Linked DNA regions of Gossypium hirsutum: regions 2, 3 and 4 are each linked to region 1. Evidence: chromatin contacts called from public Hi-C data. All regions are on one chromosome and are shown on one strand. The core of a region is the stretch at or near the end of the contact, and the rest is flanking DNA. Distances in the headings are between cores, read along the strand shown. Region 1 holds the start of LOC107950859. Region 2 holds the start of LOC107950738 (structure-specific endonuclease subunit slx1). Region 3 holds the start of LOC107953045 (protein mago nashi homolog). Region 4 holds the start of LOC107897055 (cyclin-U4-1).

Region 1 (3,393 bases), core at 564-3,063:
GCTAGTTGATCTGTAACTTTATTACTATCCCGCCAAATGTGATGAAACTTAATTTGTTAATCCTTAGAGTACCATTCATGTATCAACTTAATTTCGATAATACTACTTATTGCTGCAAGTCCATTCTACAAAATATTAACTAATAATACATTATCACATTCTAATTCAACCTGTCTAAATAATAATATGAATGGCAGAAACATTTATAAATTTATTTATTGGAAAAAATGAGAAGGTGTGGGTCAGTTTTTCATTAAGCAATAATAATGTGATTAAATTAAAATAAAATCATGTCCTTAGCCACCAATACAAAATTTAAAATCCATAATATATTAAAACCACTCCTACTTAAATACAGCATGAGAGACCCTTAATAATTGCATTATATAAGTGATGGCATCTTATTTGGTATGATTTGTCAACACCTGCCACCCAATCCTAGATTTTTGCTTCTTCTTTGCTCTTTATTTTATTTGTCTCTCATTACTAATCACTCATTCTTGTTTAATATATAAATTTTTATGATTATGACCCTCAAACAAAACTTGGGTTTTCTTCTCTTAAAATGTTCATTAATTGGTTGAATGACAAGTCTTAATCAAGATTAATTTTAATGGCCAGGTGACAGAATACGTGTTTTGCAAAAGTAATATTTTTCGTCTAATTTTATCATATATTAATTTATTATCTCATTATTTTTGAAGGGATTTATCATAAATTAATTTAATTTCTAATGTAATTTTACCTCTATATTTTTTTATAATATTATTAATTAGCTCAAATAATTAATATTATTAACTTTTTTGTTAAAATATTACATGATTATATATAATTTGAATGACATAAAAGACTTAGAAACTAATAATTTGTTTTTTAAACATTATAAAATAATGGTCAAATTTCAACTTTGACTCCTATACTATGCTAAAACTTAAGATTTAATACATTTGTTTTAATTATTTATATATTTTGATTCCTCTACTTTATAATGTCATTAGTTAGTTTAACTAGTTAATATTGTTAATTATTTCAATAAAATGTCGACATCAATTTTTCTTAAGAACACTAGAACAAAAAATATTTTCCAATGATGAGTTCGAACGAGTATTTATAAGAAAAGAAATCCTAATTAGTATTTTCAACATTATTTTTATTATTGCATGCTACCAGTTGAATATATATATTTAATTTCAAAATGTCACTCAAGTAAAATTAATAGAAGAATTTTAATAGTAATAACAATTAGACATGAATTTTAAATTTTAAAAAGTAAAAAGATTAAATTCATGAAAATAAAATTATGGACTAATTTTAAATGTACAAAACATATAGAGACTCAAAACATATTTTAACTTTTAAATAAACATATTTTAACTTTTAAATTTTTACTCAATAATTTAATACAAATAAATAATCAATCCAATGCAAAGCGTAAGAATTATATTTGTAACATATAATAGTAGAATATATTCATTTACAAGTTATTAACCTATAAGTAAAACCTATGCCTTGAACAAATAATAATAAGTAAGCAAAATGAAATTTTTTGGACCTCCAACTTTATAAAAAAAAATAACTTTAACTATTTATTTAATTTTTCACATCTTTTAATCCTTAAACTTGAATTGTTTGTTAAATCACCTCAAAATTAATAAATATTAACTTTTTTATCTATTTTAAAGTAATTTCACAAACAAACATATTTTAGAGTTAAAAAAAACTAAAAAGAAATTTTTTATAAAACTAAAGTCCAAAAGAGTCATTATATCTTATATCTAAAATCCATGCCAAATCAACCGCTGGTTTGCCCCTCAGCCACTTCGTGTGACAATTCTACCAAAATTATGCATTTGACCCATCTCACCTCCTGTACTCCTGACACACCAAATATAAACCAAAGCCTTTTAACTTCGTCCTCTTAGCAACTTCAAACCCCAACACACCCCTCTCTCTCCTTCAATGGAACATACAAAGAAGTTTTCCCCTGGAACTTCCGCCATTGTTTTTCTCCTTTTCGCTGGCTTTCTCTACATATGTGTATGGTCTCCTTCAAACCCGTTACTCCCCTTCGATCAACCCAACGGTTCTCCCAAAAATTTTGTAAGTATTTATTAATATTAACTTCTCATGTATATATATATATACACGTGTGTGCAGACTGTAATATCAGTTTTTTTTATAAAGACTGCTGTAGAGTTTGCTGTGAAAGACGAGCTTGATTTGGCGTTAGAGGAAGCTTCGATGCGGAATAAGACCGTCATAATAGCGGTTGTCAACAGGGCTTACGTCGAGCAAAGCGTTAATGCGGAGACCACAATGCTGGACCTTTTCTTGGAGAGCTTTTGGCTGGGTGAAGATACGAGGCCATTGCTGGACCACCTGCTCCTGGTTGCGGTGGATCAGACGGCTTACGATCGGTGCATGTTCAAGCGATTGCACTGTTACAGATTGGTGACGGAGGGTGTAGATTTCGGGGAGGAGAAGGTATTCATGTCCCGGGATTTTATCAAGATGATGTGGAGAAGAACTTTTTTCCTTACGGAAGTGTTGAGGCGTGGCTACAGTTTCATTTTCACGGTATGCTTCTTTCTTTGACCTTCTCTAATAGTTCTTTCATTTTCTTGAATAATTCTTCGATTATAAAATAAAATATATTGAAATATAAAATAAAAACTTAAAGATTAAAATTGATTTAAATTTTTTTGAATAATTCATTTTTACTAAAATATTTTAATTAAAATAAGATATTTAAGTGTCAAATTATATTAAAAATTAAAGTATATATAAAAAAATGATAAAAAATTAGGCGAAATATAAATTCTAATTAATAACAAAGAAAAAGAGCTTATAATCTTTGAAAGTTATAATTCAATTCTTAATATGCCGCCAAACCAAGAATTTTATGTTTTATATGAATAATTTTCTCAAACTCGGATTTATTTTCACCACTTATGATAGATTTTCAACATGCATTGCTTCGAAATTTATGGAATTGTGGGAATATATGTCCATGGCCATGGGGTTGTAGTGTAGGTGGTCCAATCGGGAGAATATATATATAAAAAAATGTTTAATTAAGGAGATATTAGAAATTTGGTTTTGACTTTTAATATGAAATGAAGTTCAATACAACGTGAAAGACAGCTACGTCAAGGTAGCATGTGGCATTCTACGATTGAATGGCATTGATGGTACGTGGTGGAAGGTCATTGAGCAATGGGTGCGCCCCAAAGTTTAGGCAAGCTACTCCCTGAATCACATGAAAAGGGTATATAGGATTGATTCACCTACATCGTGTGAGGATGAAATAATCATCTTTTGAAAATAAAATATAAAATATTTTACAGAATTTTATCTATTGAATAGGTCTTATTTAACTAACCTGTCATCATT
Region 2 (3,393 bases), core at 664-3,163, 240 kb before region 1:
AATATTTAACATATCAAATGAATTTGATTAAATAATTTCAAATATAAAAATATTAATTAATTATATAAAATACTCATCAATAAACTTCACAAAAAAAAAACCATCTCACTCATTAAACAACAAATCATCCATAACATTATTTAAAAAACTCTACACTAAATATATAAAATGAAAGTTTAACAAAAACATATATAAAATGTTGTGTTTGTGAAGCATTTAGAAGTTGTCTTTTTTCTTTTCTGTTATATAAATTCTTTACTTTTTATTATTCATTAATTTTCTACTTACAATTTTAAAGTTCCTCCTTTACCTTGTTTAAATTTTAAATTTGATTAATAAAAAATATTAAAGTTGGTTAAATAATAATAATTTTATCTATTTTTAAGCATTCTTCATGCACCGTCCAATATGCAATGTCCCGGCCGGTGCAACCTAAATTGGTTGGAACAAGCTGGTGCGGTACATACTGGAATTTACACCAGTACAAAAAAGAGAAATAATTGTTCCAATTTATTATTGGAACGGTGCACACCGACCGGTGCAACAGGAACCGGTACAGAATGGACTATATTGCTTCAAAAAACATGCTTTTTGTATCAAACAATGTTACGTTATCTACACAGAATCAAGGTAAAGTAAGAAAAACAAGAAATGGGACTATTCAAATCATCATCAATAATGATTTAAGGCTTTCCCTTTGGCCAGTTATTACAAATGGTTGTAGCATTTATAACAATTAGTATTACATATTCAATGATTTTCTATCTTTTGATGAACACCTCTTCGTACAATATTTTGAAGACAATGAAAATTATCAAGAATTGGAGGTATTATGAATTAGGAAGTACTCATTTGCCATTCAACTTCTAAGTGACTGCAATCCAACATACCTTTAACCTTGTTCAAAGCTGTTTGCCTGTGTTGTAATAACGTTAGGGAGCAATCATCAGCTTCCTTATTCTTCTTTTTGCGAGGCAGTTTTCTTGAGACCATTTTCCATTTGAATTCAAACTCACAAGCTAAAATAAAATAAGGAAACGTCAACAGGTATGCTTAGCTATGTTAAGATCATATTCATAGCAGAAATTTTGTATTTAATCTAATTGAACACATCCATCATGTTAGCAAATTTCATGCTAATAAATACATGAATGTAGAAGAAAGTGAAAATACCTTCACTTTGGTCATGGAAACCCCGAACTACACAGGCGCAGACCCATGGCCTTCCAGCACGAGATGCTTTTGCGCCACCGCTAAGTTCACCATTATGTTGCTTCAAACTGCAATTATCAAAGCTCAATATTTTTAGTTATTTTGAATCATTTTCTTGTGTAAAGAAGAAAAAAAAAAAGAAGACGAAGCCAAATTCACAAAGCAGACATTTAAAGCAATTTCTACAAATTTATCAATTACTGCTCAAAAACAAGCAATCAAACCCAAAACAAGTGACACAAATAAGGATTTCAGTTTCAAATAGAAGATATATGAAAGAGGATGGTACCGGCGAGAGAAATTGTTGGTGACACCAACGTAGGTTTTAATGGGGGAATTGGTGGAAAGAATTAGGTAAACGCACCAGGCTTTTAGTTCTGATTTCGATTTTGCAACGGCACTCGATTCTGACGGCAACGATGGTTTTACGATATTGGGTTTAGGGTCTGGGATTGGGATTGGAATTGGGTGTTTCACAGATCGGAATGTTGATGTGAGCAGCCTCATCTCAACCTCAACTAATCATCCGATCCCAAGAGTTGTTGTATTTTGGGATTTTAATTCAACGGTAAAATTTTGCCCTTCTGGAATTCATTTTGAATTAAGGGCTGTGATTTTTCTGGCAAACCCATTACTGAAGTTACAATCAAACTCCAGGTTCAGTTAGTTTTAACATAGGCCCAAATGGATAAAATGGATTCCATTTTTAATTGTTTCGGCCATATACAGTTTATTATGAATTAACCATAGCCTGCCTAATTCAAGAAGCAATATCAGGAGATTTGAACCCATAACCTCAAGCTCAAGGTTTTGAGCCTTGCAAGCTATCAATTACTCTATTTCGCGATGAAAAGAAACTAAGCTAATGGACAAACAAAGATTGCATGCGCCCCTCTTCCATGTATGGACAAATAGAATAGCCTATTTATATGGAATGGTAAAGGGGCCCATCTATTTTCATCGATCATAGAAATAAATAAAAAAAAGGAAGGAATATTTTAATTCTTACCAACTTGATCTTGTTACCCCCGGCAACAAACATGCGTGAACCATTTCACGAAGTATGCGTCCGGATAGTCCAAACTCTCGATAGTTAGCTCTCGGTCTTCTAGTCGAAAAGCAACGTCGATGAAGATGTGTGGGTGCACTATTTCAAGGTGAGGATTGTAATTTTCCATGAATTTTTCATTTCTCACTCAATGAAGGAACTTTTCTTATTTCTTTTTTTGAGGACCGAAGAATTAAGTGAAATTTTTGTTCCAATTTTTGCCTCTTCTCCCTATGAATCAAACTTTTCTTTGCCATAATGGTTCAGTTCCTATTATTATCAATGGTACAAGTTAGGTCCTAGATGTAGAAATAGAAAGGGGCATACCCCCCTCCTCCATCGAAACAGATGATATTATCGTAGATACAACACATAACATAAGTGCTGGAATTTGAATTAACCAAATTTACCCGATGTAGATGCAATCAAGAAAGCCACTTAAATATATAACCTACAAAAAAGTGAGTGCTAGTCCAACTAATCTTGCATGTACAATAGAAAGAGCCACTGGTTTATGATTCATATTAGAACATAATACTAAAAGTTTAACAAACTTTTAGTAAATTTGGGGTTCAAATTGAAATTTAACTGTCAATTGAATTTTAGCATAATTGATATTGACATTATTATTAATACGGGAAGGCATAAATTCGAGCGAACTAAAATGCATTTATGCTAAAGTTTCAACAATTATAACGACAATTTATGAACTGTTGAAATAATATTAAACAACATGAAATATCTTTCTCCAGGGACACCTAAGTTTGATGGACTGATTTAATATATAATGTATTCTAATTAATTAAGGAAAAGTATTTGTTAAGGTTTATGGTTTTCAAGATATGATATTAAGAGATCAATCATTCTGAATATCATCTCATCCCATCATTAGAATCTACCTATCTTTACCCATGCCATAATCAAATCATATAGAATTAGAAAGCCATCATATATAAATCATGAAACTTCACATGCATATCTTCATTGATTTTTCGCAAAAATTAAACAATTGTTATAATATCAATGAAGTCCTAAAAATATCATAAAAGTTAAGATTATGTAATACACATTTTTTTATAAAAGTAAATTATTGTCAGTACAAACGAAATTATGGGTTTTTAGAGTGAATATCT
Region 3 (3,393 bases), core at 351-2,850, 210 kb after region 1:
CATGAAAAGGCATCTAATTACCACCCTTATATATTATGGATACTAACCGTGCTGGTAACTCGTTTCAAATATACATTGTAAGAGGAACAAAATAAACTTTAGCTTTGCCTTTCAGCATTGTACTTTTAAATAAAATAAACAAGAAATCAAGTGCCAAAGCAGAAATAAATTAAAAAAAATCAATCACGGAGCATCCATCAATGAAAACAAAACCATCTTTGTTTCAAATTACCGTGTTAAAGAACGAGTGAGGCAACAAACAAGAGAAAATATACTAGAACCTTTTCCCTATACTAAATGATGCAATACAAAGGCCCAAAGGGGGATCACAACATGACTGAAGAGAGCAAAACAGCAGATTGACAATGTCTATTAACTGACCTGAACCAGATAATAAAATATACGAAGCCCTTCGGGATCCTTGCTGCTCTGAACATCAACAAGGGACCCAATCTTTGAAGTAGTGAAAGAAATATGCTCATTCCCCATCACAATCTCGAGCTCCTGCCGTCCGACACGGTCAGGTTCTGGCCAGTTGTTGTCATCTTCCTTCATGATCTAGACAAAGAATGCCCAATAGAATTGAACAATAATATCAAGAACCATAATTAATAAAAATTGCAAATTTAAACCATCCTGAGCGTCGAAAGAACCGCAAGTTACCATTAATCGAAGAAATAAATAATCAACTAAAACTAAATCTTTTAACCTAAAACCCAGCTGGGCAATTTGAAAAACTGCAGTAAAATCAGAAAATTACAAAATATTTACATCAATCAGAACTGGAAACAAAAGACAATAAATACAAACTCGTTATTTAAGCAAAACATAGAGAAAACAAGAAAAAGAAAACCTAATTTTTGATCCCAAACCCTAGGCAAAGTTGAATTAAAGTGGAAAAGAATTAAGGAAAGCATTAAGGCGAAGTAAAGGGTTGAAAAAGGATAGGAGACCTCGCTCTCGGTGATGATGCGGCGGCATTCCTTGAGAACGGCAGGGGTGAGGAAGACTTCTTTGCGGATCATGGTGTCGTTTTTGTAGTTGGAGTTGTTAGCATATCGTAGCTTCCCGTCCGGCCTGAACTCGAACTCCAAAAATTCGTGCCCAAATTTCCCTTTATGCCCTACGTAGTAACGGAGGTAAAACTCTCCGCTCTCCTCCTCGGCCGCCATTGTTTTTCCCTCTCTTTTTTTTTTCTTGTAAGATTCTCGAAAAGAAAGCAAACAACACTGAAAACACTTCCAAGTCCAAGGGATTTTTCTGGATATATTGATGGGTCCACCTAGTTATTGGGCCTCCCAAGTTTTGTTTGGGCTGGGCCGTTTAATCTCCTCCATGCATAATCTCAGTATGAATTAAGGATATCCTCAAAATTAGAAATGTAGAGTATAATTAAATAAGTTAAATTAGAATTGATTAAATAACCTTTAAAATTTTAGGGAGATTTAGATGTACTATTGGGTACGGTGCAGTGCGTTTATTTTACTTTTTACCCTACGCTATTATCACTGTTTTTACACTAATTAGAGATAAATACATTATTCATCCAAATTAACTCACAAAAACATGTTTTTATATTGGGTATTTTTAAAAACTACAAACTATTGTTGGAGTTTAGTCGATGTATGATTGACTAATAAAATATAATGATAATGATAATGATGTCTTACTGAACCAAACTAATACAACAATTATGGTTTGCTGTAATTGTCCAAGTCTTAAAGATTCCTTTTATCTCTTATAAATTTGACTTCGTAGGCTCAATATATATATTGTGATGAACATAGGATAAAAGACCTGTTTTTTAATCATAATTTAAGGCAAATTATTTAGAAGATCATAAAAACATAAATCTCCATCTCTGGTTCATAAAGGAAAAATAAAATAAAATCACACAGAATATTGACGAAAACGAAAGCAAATAAGCCAATAAACAATAGCACTGCCTCTCCCCTAGCTCATAATTCCAACAACGGCTCCCAACAAGGCTACCATAAAACCATAATTCACGGTGCTCGGAGCTCCGCTAGGTGTTGACGGGGGAGAAGTTGTTGTACCACCACTGGGGGGAGTCCCGGAAGGAGTGGTGGAACCAGACGGAGTAGAGGGGGTGGAGGGTGAGTTGCCACTAGCTGCTACAACATTGATGGCTAGCTTCATGCCACCAGCACAGTGACCTATGGTGGGGCATATGAAATACATTGCCCCTGGATTGGACAGTGTGATGACAGTGTTCCCATCGCTGTAGGATTTAATAGCATTGCCGGTGTTGCAATTATCGTAGTCGCTCTTGGATACTTCCTCCACCGAGTGGCTGCCACCGTAGGTAAACACTAAAACGAAAAAATACAAACAGGGTCATTCATATTGTTATCTTACTTTGGCTTAATTTTGGTAAGGAAGCAACTTACAAAGTGTGTCGCCTACGGTGAATGTTTTCCCTTGAACCCAACTTTGGTAATCTCCGGTCGTGGTCCAACCGCTGCTGTCTCCTACGGTGTATTGCTCGGCAAAAGCCGCCGGAGCTGCTAGGAGGAGGAAGAGGAGGGCTGCTGCTAAACCCATAATGTTATAAAGTTTAAAGCCTAATTTTAGTTGGAAAAAAATAAAGGACGGTGAAGGGACTCTTAGCACGTTATGTTGTGTTATATAGAAGGCTGAAAGTATGATTTATAGAAGCAAAAAGTCAAGCAATTTCTCTATTATTCTTACTAAAGCCAATAATTAATGTTAGCTTAATTAATATTCTTCCATCTCCTCCTCACCAAATCAAATTGAATATATATATATATATTGCTGCCTTTTGATTCAAATAAGAAAGAAAAAAAGGGTATTGATAGGTTCAGCTAGCAGCCTCTGTGTGGGACTTTTTATAATCTTTGCTCTCTCACTTGTATAGAATTTAATGGGGTGAAATTGCAGAATAAAAATCAACATTTATTTTTATTTCTAATTTAATTTTAACACAAATCTTTTATCATTACATTACCCATTTGGTGAAGTCATTTTCCTTTTTAACATTTGTACCTATTAGATAAGAGTCAAAAGTTTCAGCCTAAACAAATACAATCTAGAATCTCTAACCTAACCACCTTTGGAGAACTTGTGTAACTGAAACAGGTTGAAACTGATGTCTTGTTTATGCACCAAATTTATGTCTTAAATTATATTTTAAGGATCTATTTTGGTTTTACTAGTGTTTTTTAATTTTATTTATCTACTTTAATTTGATATAATTTGATTTTTCTATTTTTATAATATTATTAATAATTAATACATTTAAATTAATAATACTATTAGTTATTGCTATTAAAATGAAAATGTACATCCGCCTTATATGTAAATTTTTAAATATTTATTGTGTGCTTAAATAACATTAAAAAAAATTTACTT
Region 4 (3,393 bases), core at 423-2,922, 130 kb after region 1:
CCAAAATTGAAACGACATTGAGAGCTAAACACTAAATTGAAGGCCTTAAACAGCTAGTTGTTCCTTTTGATGAGATGTGGATTCCTCGTCACTAAAGCACAAATGGACTTTCAATGTGGACTCTATAGAGGATTCTGGTGCAGTACTTGGTGGTGGAGGTTGCAACATCATCATCATCTGTCTTTGCAGGTAGGAATAGTAGGTGTGAAAGGTTTTGAGGTTTACATTTAAATGGAATCCCAACCCAAATAAAAAATCCACTTCAAGGAAGTTCATTTCTGTTGTACTGATTCCTCCTACTTTTGCATAGAAAGCGTTGTTGTAATACCTACAAAGATAAATGTTCCAAAAGTCAGGTCAAACTCAATGTTTGGTACTTTGGTAGAATATTAAAAGTGTATTATCCACTTGTCTTACTTTTTCTTTTTTTCCAGAATATTTGAAGTGTATGGTCAAAAGGAACCAAAAAAATGAACAGGTTGGCCTATCACACTGAACTTCAATTATAGGCTTCTTTGCAGAAACAACTTTGTGTGTGTATATATATATATTGTTTTCTGACTGTCAGAAGGACAGCCAGGATTCACATGCCTACAATTTGTTGGAACGGCAAAGAAATCATTCTTCTGGCAAATTCAATGGCTCTACAATTCCACCATATCTAATCATTTGACTTCAACTAAGGGGGAAAAGGTCAAAAAGAAAAGAACCAAAAAAAAAAAAGAGCTTAAATTCAGTCATAATTCAAAGAACATGGAAGAGATCAAAGTATCTAAAGACCCAAAACCCATAAATGAAATCCAATAATTCTTTGAGTGATTTATACAAACAAGTTAAGAACACTTACATATCATCCATGAACTTTGCAGCAACCATCACACTCGTAATAAGCAAGCGATGAACGTTGAAAGAATTGATGGGCAAGGAGGGTTGCCTTTGAGCAAACCGATCAAGATAAACATAAGCAACAATAAAGCAAGAGGGGCTGCAATTGGCGTACTTGTAAATTCTGTGTAGGTAGCTTTGAATGGAGATGGTTGGGCTTGTTAGGCCATGAAAAACTGAAATCTTCTGAGCCTGGAACCCACAGTTTAGATCGTTGGATTCAGCCACATTTTGGATGAGAGAAGACAAGAAAGTTATGAGATTTGACATCACATTTGGGTTGTCTAGCTCTGCCATGGCTGAGAAGGTTTTTAGGACCAGAAAAGAGTTGAATGTGTTGCGTGGCTTCTCTGGTTGAGGTGAAATATTTATAAAACAGGTAAGGTGGTCGTTAAAGGGTAGGTATTTTCAATGAAAGGAGTACCCATTTGGTGAAGAAACGTGGGATTTTACCAATAAGAGGCTGGTACACAAGTTCAAAGGTATTTATTTATTGAAAATGACTCTATATGACTTGATTTTGAGGTGAAGGTGAAATTAATAGGTTAAAATGTGTTGTTTTCATATAGAAAATACATCATCAAATCGATATTAAAATTTGGAAACTTGTGCTAAAGGGAAGAGAAAGGTGGTTGATTTGGGGATTAAAGTCATTTTGCTTGAAAGGTTTCCCGTGATTAAATTGTAGCTAATGTTGTAGTGGTGATGGCATGCAATGGCCATCATGTGATTTCATGTGGGAAAATGTTGATTGTAATTTGTGGGTCCTGTCTCTGAAAGATACTTGCACTTTGCAGCATGTGTTCCAAATCTAAGCAGATTGGATCTGTTATGTTTTTTTGGGATGGGTACCATGTATTCGGCCTATGCTTTTCTCCTTCTTTTCTAGGATGCTCTTTCCCTATAACAAATTATATATTATATTATATGCCAAACATCCTCAAACATGACTTCAACTTTAAATTAATTCCAAACTTCATTAATTTTTTACATGTAGTGTTAAATAAATAACTACTTTTTGTAAATTTATTATTTCGTTTAGATGTTAAATATTAGTTTTAAAGTTGAATATATTTAAAATATACTGATCAAACTCTAAATAAAAGTATATACTCTTATCGTAATGGCAACTTAAGTTTGTCATGTTAAATAATAGTAATAATAAAACCAACATGTCATTATGTTAGAATTAAGTTGTTGGTGGTAAATATATATATTTATAATTTAATTATATATTTCATGTCAAATTCAAACTATCAATGTAATACATTTTAAATATGTTTCACATCAAATTCAAATATTCATTTTATGACTAAGCTAATAATTAGGTTAACGAGAAGATTTGATCATTTTAAGACTAGGCTAATAATTAGATTAACAAAAAGATTTGATTGATATGATAATTGATACTTTAAAAACTCAATTAAAACGTTTTGAATTTTGATACTAATTTGTAATATATATTCAGGGTTTTGAATTTTGATGCCAATTTATAATATATATATATTCAGGATTACGAGTATGTAGTGGAAAGAATAAATTATAAAGATAACAACATGTGCCTAATTTTTTTAAAAATTTTAAATATATCTAAAGAGAGACATGTTATCTTCTTAAACTTAGTACCAAATAATAGCCCATAGGATATGCTTGGCAACTTCTGTACTAGATCAGGGATGTTGCATGACTTTTGTGCAGAAAATTAACAACAAAACAATAACTTAGAAGATGAAGACTACCCTGGCCACGGGTCTGCTTTATTTGTCTGCTTTTGTTTGGATTCACGGACTTGTCAAAATTTTGACCTTCTGAAACATCATCTAGTGTGTGGTGATGATATGATTCTTCCATGTATGAATGCTCATTGAGGGTATAGCCTGATATAAATATTCCAGCTGGAAAACAGAAAAATGATGCACCACTTTGTTTTACACATCAAAACACTGTAGTTTGTGATAATCAAATTAGCAACGAAACTTGCAAAACTGGGATTCGTTTTTTTTCTCTTTTTTTCTTTTTTCTATTTGACCCACCTTTGCTCTCACTTCTCATCAATGATCAAAGCATCAGATATTAAAAATATTTTTCCTTAGAACCACTTGAGCACTTTCACTTAGATCTCAGCATAATGATGATATCAATCAACTTTGGAGATTTAAACCGAAATAAAAGTAACTTGAAAATGTCTTACAAAATCATTAATAAAAAAATCCTCAAAACTCTTCCTTTTTTCAGAAAAAAAATTATAGTTGATAAATGATGTATGACTTGGGACCAAAACAGTTTTAAGATTTTGAAGCCCTACATATAGGTTCAATCAGCTTTCCCAGATATGTTCAATGAAAATTCCTAAGGTGCTAGAAGATTTTATCAATGGCAACAGTTTATGGATTCCAAGTCATGAGAATGATAAACTATCCATATCCCTTCCACAAATGGAAGAAAACTCTTGCCACTTGAGCAGCTTAAATTGGAAAATTCATACATTTGAAACAAGGGCAAAGGAAA

Evidence for each region. A called contact is a pair of places that touch in the nucleus more often than the background predicts.
Region 2: a contact with region 1 is called in a Hi-C map of leaf, with 1.8 times the contacts expected there. The contact joins the promoter of LOC107950738 here to the promoter of LOC107950859 in region 1. A contact is called at or near these places in 7 of 34 Hi-C or Micro-C datasets (callus and leaf).
Region 3: a contact with region 1 is called in a Hi-C map of leaf, with 1.7 times the contacts expected there. The contact joins the promoter of LOC107953045 here to the promoter of LOC107950859 in region 1. A contact is called at or near these places in 2 of 34 Hi-C or Micro-C datasets (anther and leaf).
Region 4: a contact with region 1 is called in a Hi-C map of leaf, with 1.9 times the contacts expected there. The contact joins the promoter of LOC107897055 here to the promoter of LOC107950859 in region 1. A contact is called at or near these places in 5 of 34 Hi-C or Micro-C datasets (callus and leaf).

What each region holds. Positions count from the first base shown.
Region 1 is chrA08:8,774,690-8,778,082 of Gossypium_hirsutum_v2.1, forward strand. It overlaps LOC107950859, which reads left to right and starts at 1,814. Exons shown (of 3, transcript XM_016885794.2): 1 at 1,814-2,100; 2 at 2,185-2,577. The coding sequence starts at 1,960.
Region 2 is chrA08:8,536,323-8,539,715 of Gossypium_hirsutum_v2.1, forward strand. LOC107950738 (structure-specific endonuclease subunit slx1) reads right to left here and starts at 1,914. Exons shown (of 3, transcript XM_016885686.2): 1 at 1,502-1,914; 2 at 1,174-1,280; 3 at 659-1,019. The coding sequence starts at 1,719. The coding sequence ends at 838.
Region 3 is chrA08:8,987,256-8,990,648 of Gossypium_hirsutum_v2.1, forward strand. It overlaps LOC107953045 (protein mago nashi homolog), which reads right to left and starts at 1,601. Exons shown (of 3, transcript XM_041075819.1): 1 at 954-1,601; 2 at 382-558. The coding sequence starts at 1,172. It overlaps LOC107896308 (uclacyanin-3), which reads right to left and starts at 2,780. Exons shown (of 2, transcript XM_016821487.2): 1 at 2,412-2,780; 2 at 1,843-2,333. The coding sequence starts at 2,565. The coding sequence ends at 1,954.
Region 4 is chrA08:8,905,389-8,908,781 of Gossypium_hirsutum_v2.1, forward strand. LOC107897055 (cyclin-U4-1) reads right to left here and starts at 1,673. Exons shown (of 2, transcript XM_016822427.2): 1 at 848-1,673; 2 at 1-328. The coding sequence starts at 1,182. The coding sequence ends at 46. It overlaps LOC107896945 (pentatricopeptide repeat-containing protein At1g02150), which reads right to left. Exons shown (of 3, transcript XR_001684006.2): 3 at 2,410-2,780.